Linked DNA regions of Sus scrofa: region 1 is linked to region 2. A link is a contact called in public Hi-C data. All regions are on one chromosome and are shown on one strand. The core of a region is the stretch at or near the end of the contact, and the rest is flanking DNA. Distances in the headings are between cores, read along the strand shown. Region 1 has its middle 58 kb from the start of SMYD2. Region 2 overlaps SMYD2 (SET and MYND domain containing 2).

What was found. Hi-C and Micro-C count contacts between places; a contact is called where the count stands out from the background.
Region 1: a Hi-C map of liver shows a contact between it and region 2, with 5 times the contacts expected there. The contact joins two enhancer-like sites. A contact is called at or near these places in 1 of 5 promoter capture datasets (liver), 24 of 47 Hi-C or Micro-C datasets (embryonic fibroblasts, epiblast stem cells, fetal heart ventricle and 13 more) and 1 of 2 datasets of contacts at active chromatin or transcription factors (skeletal muscle).

The regions. Positions count from the first base shown.
Region 1 is chr9:129,372,737-129,375,741 of Sscrofa11.1, forward strand. No RefSeq gene overlaps it. Among named protein-coding and RNA genes, the nearest start is that of SMYD2, 58 kb to the left of the region's middle. Within about 2 kb of position 1,670, at least 7 of the 83 cell types and tissues checked have an H3K27ac peak or open chromatin away from gene starts, as enhancers often do. A contact at or near this core is called in liver, where this site is marked.
Region 2 is chr9:129,275,620-129,278,917 of Sscrofa11.1, forward strand. SMYD2 (SET and MYND domain containing 2) reads right to left here. Exons shown (of 12, transcript NM_001160091.1): 6 at 551-618. Among named protein-coding and RNA genes, the nearest start is that of SMYD2, 39 kb to the right of the region's middle. Within about 2 kb of position 1,467, at least 1 of the 83 cell types and tissues checked has an H3K27ac peak or open chromatin away from gene starts, as enhancers often do. A contact at or near this core is called in liver, where this site is marked.

The DNA.
Region 1 (3,005 bases), core at 420-2,919, 97 kb after region 2:
CCCACCCGGGGGTTGCTTATATCACGAAATCCCCTCGCCCCTCCTACCTCTTGGTGTGGCCTCCTCTTTGTCTTCTGGAGTAGGATATCTTTTTGAAGGTTTCTGGTCCGTTTGGTTGAAGATTGCTCAGCCTTTAGTTGTGAATTGTGTTTATTTTAGGAGAGAAGTTGCGCTCCGGTCCTATTCAGCCATCTTAATCCCATCTCTAGGAGGTGTTTAAAGATACGGAGCTGGGTGACTGCACCCGAGTGTGGGTAGCGGAGGAAACGGAGTCTCTGAGCCAAGGCCGTGCAAACATGTTTCTAAGTGTTGTCAACTTGCTCTTGAAAGAGGTTTGCCAATTTACACTTATCAATACCTCGGGAGACGGCTGCTCTCAAAAGCAAGCTATTTAAGTGTGACCTTTATTTAACTGTAAATGAAACGGAGCCAATTTCCAATGTTTTATTGGCTGTTTTCTCTTTTTTAAAAAGATCCTGTGAACTGCATGCCTTTGGCCATATTACTGACTTGAGACGTGTTACTGAAATATACATTTTATTAATTTATGAAGTTATAGCATATCTGTATTTAAGAATATTCATCCTTTGTCATATGTTTTGCAGCTTTTTACTTTTTCTTTTGATGTTTAAAACACTCTTTGGGAGTTCCTGTCGTGGCGCAGTGGTTAACGAATCCGACTAGGAACCATGAGGTTGCGGGTTCGGTCCCTGCCCTTGCTCAGTGGGTTAACGATCGGCGTCGCCGTGACCTGTGGTGTAGGTTGCAGACGCGGCTCGGATCCCGCGTTGTGTGGCTCTGGCGTAGGCCGGTGGCTACAGCTCCGATTCAACCCCTAGCCTTGGAACATCCATATGCTGCAGGAGCGGCCCAAGAAATAACAACAACAACAACAAAAAAACAAAAAAACTCTTTGCATTTCAGTAGCGTAAAATTTTTACATAATCAAGTTTAATAATATACTTTAGAGTTTCTGAGTTTTGCTTTTTTTTTAATATTTAGAGAGGTCTTTTATCATCTAAGATGACAATCGAATTCCCTCAGGTTTCTTTTAATGCTTTTAAAGTTTCCAGGATATCTTTGGTTTCTCCTAATTGCTGGCCGAGCTGCTCAGGAAATGAATCCACAGAACTAGCTTTCCTAGCCCATTTTGCAACAGCTGGCTGCTGGGGAATCAGGCAATAAATAGTGGCTGGCAAGCTTTGGATGGAACCCAGAGCCCGGCACCCACAGGTGCTTAATACACCTTGTTGAAGACTCGCCCTGCGAGCTTTTGTCTTAACGCCACAGCAGCGCAGCTCTTCAGATGCTGCCAAGTACTTTCCAGACGTTATCGCTTGCACAGTCCCAAGATTTCCTGCAGTAGAACGAGGTTGAGACCAAGGCCGGGGGTGGCTTGGTCAGCACTGACCGGAGCTGGACGACAGCTTTATAGAGGAAACTGTTGGGGCGGTCCCTCCTCATGGTACTGGGACTCGGTGACTGGAGACTTTCAGTTGGTTACAGTTTCTCTTGGGGAGCCAGCTCGCTTCGAGGAAGAATTTGTTACTTTAAACGAACCATATTGTAGGCAAAATTCATTTTGTGGCACAAACTGGGAACTACCTGGGTGTCCCGCTGTGGTTTCCAGGTCCTTTTCTGGTCACGTTCTGCCATCTACCGGCCACAAGTCAAATTACTCCGGAGTTCCTTGAGATGATGCCTCTTAAGGAAGGTCCTATACCTGTACCTTCGCTTATCTGAGATGCAGTTTCCCCAACAGGTTGTGCTGTAATTCACGAGGACCCAAGATGTATTTCTCCGCAAATCACTGTTACCTGAGCAATCTTTTTTTCTCCCTTTGTCTGAGAGGTAATATTTGAATTCTGACCATCTGGGTTTAAATCTTAGTTCAGCGATTTGTTGTCTATGTGACCATAGGCAAGAAACTCAACTTCTGGAAGCCTCAGCTTCCTCATTTGTCACGTGGGCATACTGCTAGATCCTGTTTTGGCTCAGACAACAGGAGTTCTCAAATGTAAAACACAGAGTTTCTGGGACTCCGAAACTCTAGATAAATGGCTGTCATTTGCTTGAAATCTGCACAGGTTTAGGCAGGCATTGGAACACAGTGAATTTCATAAATTAGTGGATTTTTAAAGTTAAAAAACATTTTTATTTTTGTCTCGCCGGTGGCATGTGGACGTCCTTAGGGCAAGGACTGAACCTGAGCTACAGAAGCGATCAGAGCAAGAGCAGTGACAATGCTGGATCCTTAGCCTGCTAAACCAGCAGGGAGCTCCATAGAAATTAGTTATTATTACTAACCTATGCCCAATGTTTGTATTGGAATTGTGTTTCCAGACTATTTCCATTTTAACTCTTGAGACTCAGCTCAAAAGCTGCAGCTTCATACCTCCTTCTGGAATAATCCATCTTCCCTCTGAGCTCCCATAGCACAGTATCTAGATCTCTCTTGGACTGATGGCTTTCATTTTGGAAAGACCTGCCTGTATCCCTGAGGGAAAGAGCCAGTCTGATTCATCTTACAATACAATGTAATTTAGCAACTACTCAATAACTATTTGTTGAGAGGATGAGTGAATAATCTACTTTGATTCCCCTCAGCAACAGCAGATAGGAATTGCACCCATTCTACAGATGAGGAACTGACTTTGGAGGCAGAGGCTGTTTAAACTCCCCTTACCAGCTTTGCAGCCTTCATTCACCTCTCTGCATGTGTCTCCTCATCTAAAAAATGGGAATGATAATATATTCCTTTCAGAATTATTATGAGGATGTAAAGCCTGGAGCTTAGTACAGTACCTGTTATTATCATGAAACATACATTGTCCTGTTCTCAGGGGAAGTGTGGTCTAGTCCGGAGCTCTGAGGTCAAAATAACAGTCATCACGATAATGATTCTGGAACAAGCAATGCCTTTGCACGTCAGACAGGAGAGTAAAGTAGAGAGAGAATCATCCCACCCAAATTCCATTACATCTGTTCAGTTTTCTTCAATGTAC
Region 2 (3,298 bases), core at 217-2,716:
ATTTTTTTAACCTTTCTTCAATTAGTGTATTCCCGAGTGAAGAAAACTCCCACCGTTCTTTGATATTCTTCCCCAGTTCACCACTTCAGCATATTTTACCCCCCAAACTGTGTTGTTTCTATACCGGTATTTTTCAAAAAGGACAGATGGAGAAGCAGCTCATAGAGTGTAAGTCCACAGCCAATTCTTGGTTGGCGATTAACGTTTCACTCGGAGTGTAAGAAACCCAAAGACTTCCAGGACCACAGATACGCAAAGAAGCAAATTTCTCAGCAGGGCCTGGGCTGCTCCTTCTATGCATACTCTAAAATACCCTTTCATAACAGCTCCCTACCTAGCAGGACTTAAGCAACTGTTCTCTTAACTAGGACCTTCAGATCCTTAAATGCAGGGGAAATATTTTGAAATCTGGGAGAATTTATAAAAGAGGACTTAATTCACTTGGAGATTCATGTCTGCCACATGCAGTGAGGGAGGTTATTTCAAAATCACACACACAAAAATTCAAATTAGTGTTAAGTAAAAAGAAAAGAAGTCAGACTCAGCCTACTCAGGAAATATTGCTGATCCCAAATGAGAAAGCTCCTCGTCTTCAATTGTGAAGCCGTTACAGTTCACCTGCACAGAGAAAGCGGGGAGAGGGAGGGGAAAAAAAAAATGAGCTCATGCTTCTCCCTGGAGAGAAATCACTGCTTTACTTTTGAACTTTACCAAATTAACTAGGAAGACGTTCTGGTTTAGCGATTTGAAACCCTTCCTTTTGGCCAAGGTCTCCTATGTTCGAACCCAACTCACCCATCGGTCTCCTGTATAAACAAATATCAGAAGAGCCTTCAGGGCTGAAGCATCCTTAGTCTAGGATGCCCTGAGATCACAATGGACCCCTAAGGCTCCAAGGATGGCGTCTGCAGATCAGCCTGGGAGCGAGGACACTTGCGCTCTAATGCCAGTTATGCCCGAGACCTTGAGCCCAGCCCTGTGTCCCTCTGCCCTTGGTTTTCTTCCATTAAAGAAGAAGTCACCTAATCCAGTACCCAGCTCATAAGGTGAGGTGGCTGATATGAAAGCCTTTACACAGCTAAGCCAACAGCTGTCCATCCCCTTGAGGCAGGGGGGCAAGGCCCTGAAGCTAAGGGGCTGGGAACTTCCTTTCATGTCTCAGCCACATCAACCACTGGCCACTTTCTCATCGCTGAAAAGAAACAGTACGCTGAGAAACACCAAGGGCAGCTCTCGCTGGCCGGGAAGTCTAACTTAGAGCTGGTAGGCCGAAAACGAGGACTCCACACGCCCAATTTTAGGTTGTTCCATAAACTCATTCTTTCCACATTCAGTGGGGACGCTTCCATGCTGGGCACCATGCACAGGAGGAGAGACAGGCCAAAGGCGGTGCCCTCCGGGATACCCAGTCTGTTGGGAGACAGTTTGCTGCGTGTCATTCATTTGTGTCCAAACCTTCACAGCTGGAAGGGGACTCTGTCTCTTTACTTTTCAGATGATGAAACGGAGGTCACAGAGGGGCAGTGACTTGCCCAAAGCCAGCGGCGAAGGCTCAGAGCCCGGCTCATCCCCCGCTGCGTGAGGCTGTCTGTGAAGCTATGAAGCAGACCTGCGGAAGCCCATGGGCCGCCACCAGGCTCTTCCACACCAGACACACCACGTAGGTGCATTTCAGGCCAGCGGATGGGCTTTTTAACACTAGCATCTGCTGACCACTCACTCTGTGCTAGGCACCTGGGTGCTGCGTATTTACCCTCTCATAAACCTGTGACTCTGGCATAACCCATTTTACAGATGTGAAAACTGAGGCTCAAGGTGATCTCTGATTAAGTAACTCACTCAAGGCCATATAACTAATAAAGGGCAGAACAGGAGTCAAAATTCAAACTACACAACCCAATAGCAAAGCCTTCAGAAACACAGAAAGTGTCTCTTACATTACACTATATTTCTTCTAAAATTGTTCTACCCCTGATTCTTTTTTTTTTTTCCTGGCTACACCCATGGCATATGAAAGTTCCCAGGCCAGGAACTACATCTGAGTCACAGCTGTGACCTATGCCAGGCCTGGCCAGGGATCGAACCTGCATCTCTGCAGTGACCTGAGCCATTGCAGTGGGATTCTTAACCCACTGTGCCACAAGAGGAACTCCTGATCTCTGATTCTTACTGGGGCAATTTTACTTAGAATTCAGAGCCACTGTCGAAGGCTTGAAAATCTTGGTATAAGAAGAGCAAAAGATTTGATGGGTTTGTGTGACTTGCAGTTTTTATAATTTAAAACAATTTTTTTTTTTTTTGCTCTTTTAGGGCCACTCTTGCGGCATATGGAGGTTCCCAGTCTAGGAGTCCAATCGGAACTGCAGCCACCAGCCTATGCCACAGCCACAGCAATGCAGGATCCAAGCCTACACCACAGCTCACGGCAACGCCAGATCCTTAACCCATTGAGCAAGGCCAGGGATCGAACCTGAATCCTCATGGTTGCTAGTTGGGTGCGCTAACCAGTGAGCCAGAACAGGAACTCCAGTTTTTATAATTAAACACATTTACAATCAGTGTATACAATTCTCAACCTAAAAAGAGATGACTGCAGTTTAGTAGAACAATATGTAGGCTTTGAAATCCTGAGGTGTTGGGCATTTTTATGCAGAAGACTTATCACACTTTTTTTTTTTTTGTCTTTTGTTGTTGTTGTTGTTGTTGTTGTTGTTGCTATTTCTTGGGCCGCTCCCACGTCATGTGGAGGTTCCCAGGCTAGGGGTCGAATCGGAGCTGTAGCCATCAGCCTACGCCAGAGCCACAGCAACGCAGGATCCGAGCCGCGTCTGCAAACTACACCACAGCTCACGGCAACGCCGGATCGTTAACCCACTGAGCAAGGGCAGGGACCGAACCTGCAACCTCATGGTTCCTAGTCGGATTCGTTAACCACTGCGCCACGACGGGAACTCCCCTTATCACACTATTTTTTGTGCCAACTTCAGGTCCTCTAACCTATTCTGCCATTAGGACGTCAACCAACATTACATTAAGAATAAATGCAGATTTTCATTCATTCAATAAAAGTTACTGGAGCATTGGTGTTCCCATCAAGGTGCAGCGGAAACGAATCCAACTAGGAACCACAAGGTTGTGGATTCAATCTCTGGCCTTGCTCAGTGGGTTACAGATCCGGTGATGCCTTGAGCTGTGCAGGTCACAGACTTGGCTTGGATCCCAAGTGGCTGTGACATAGGCCGATGGCTACAGCTCCAATTAGACCCCTAGCCTGGGAATCTCCATATGCCACGGGGGG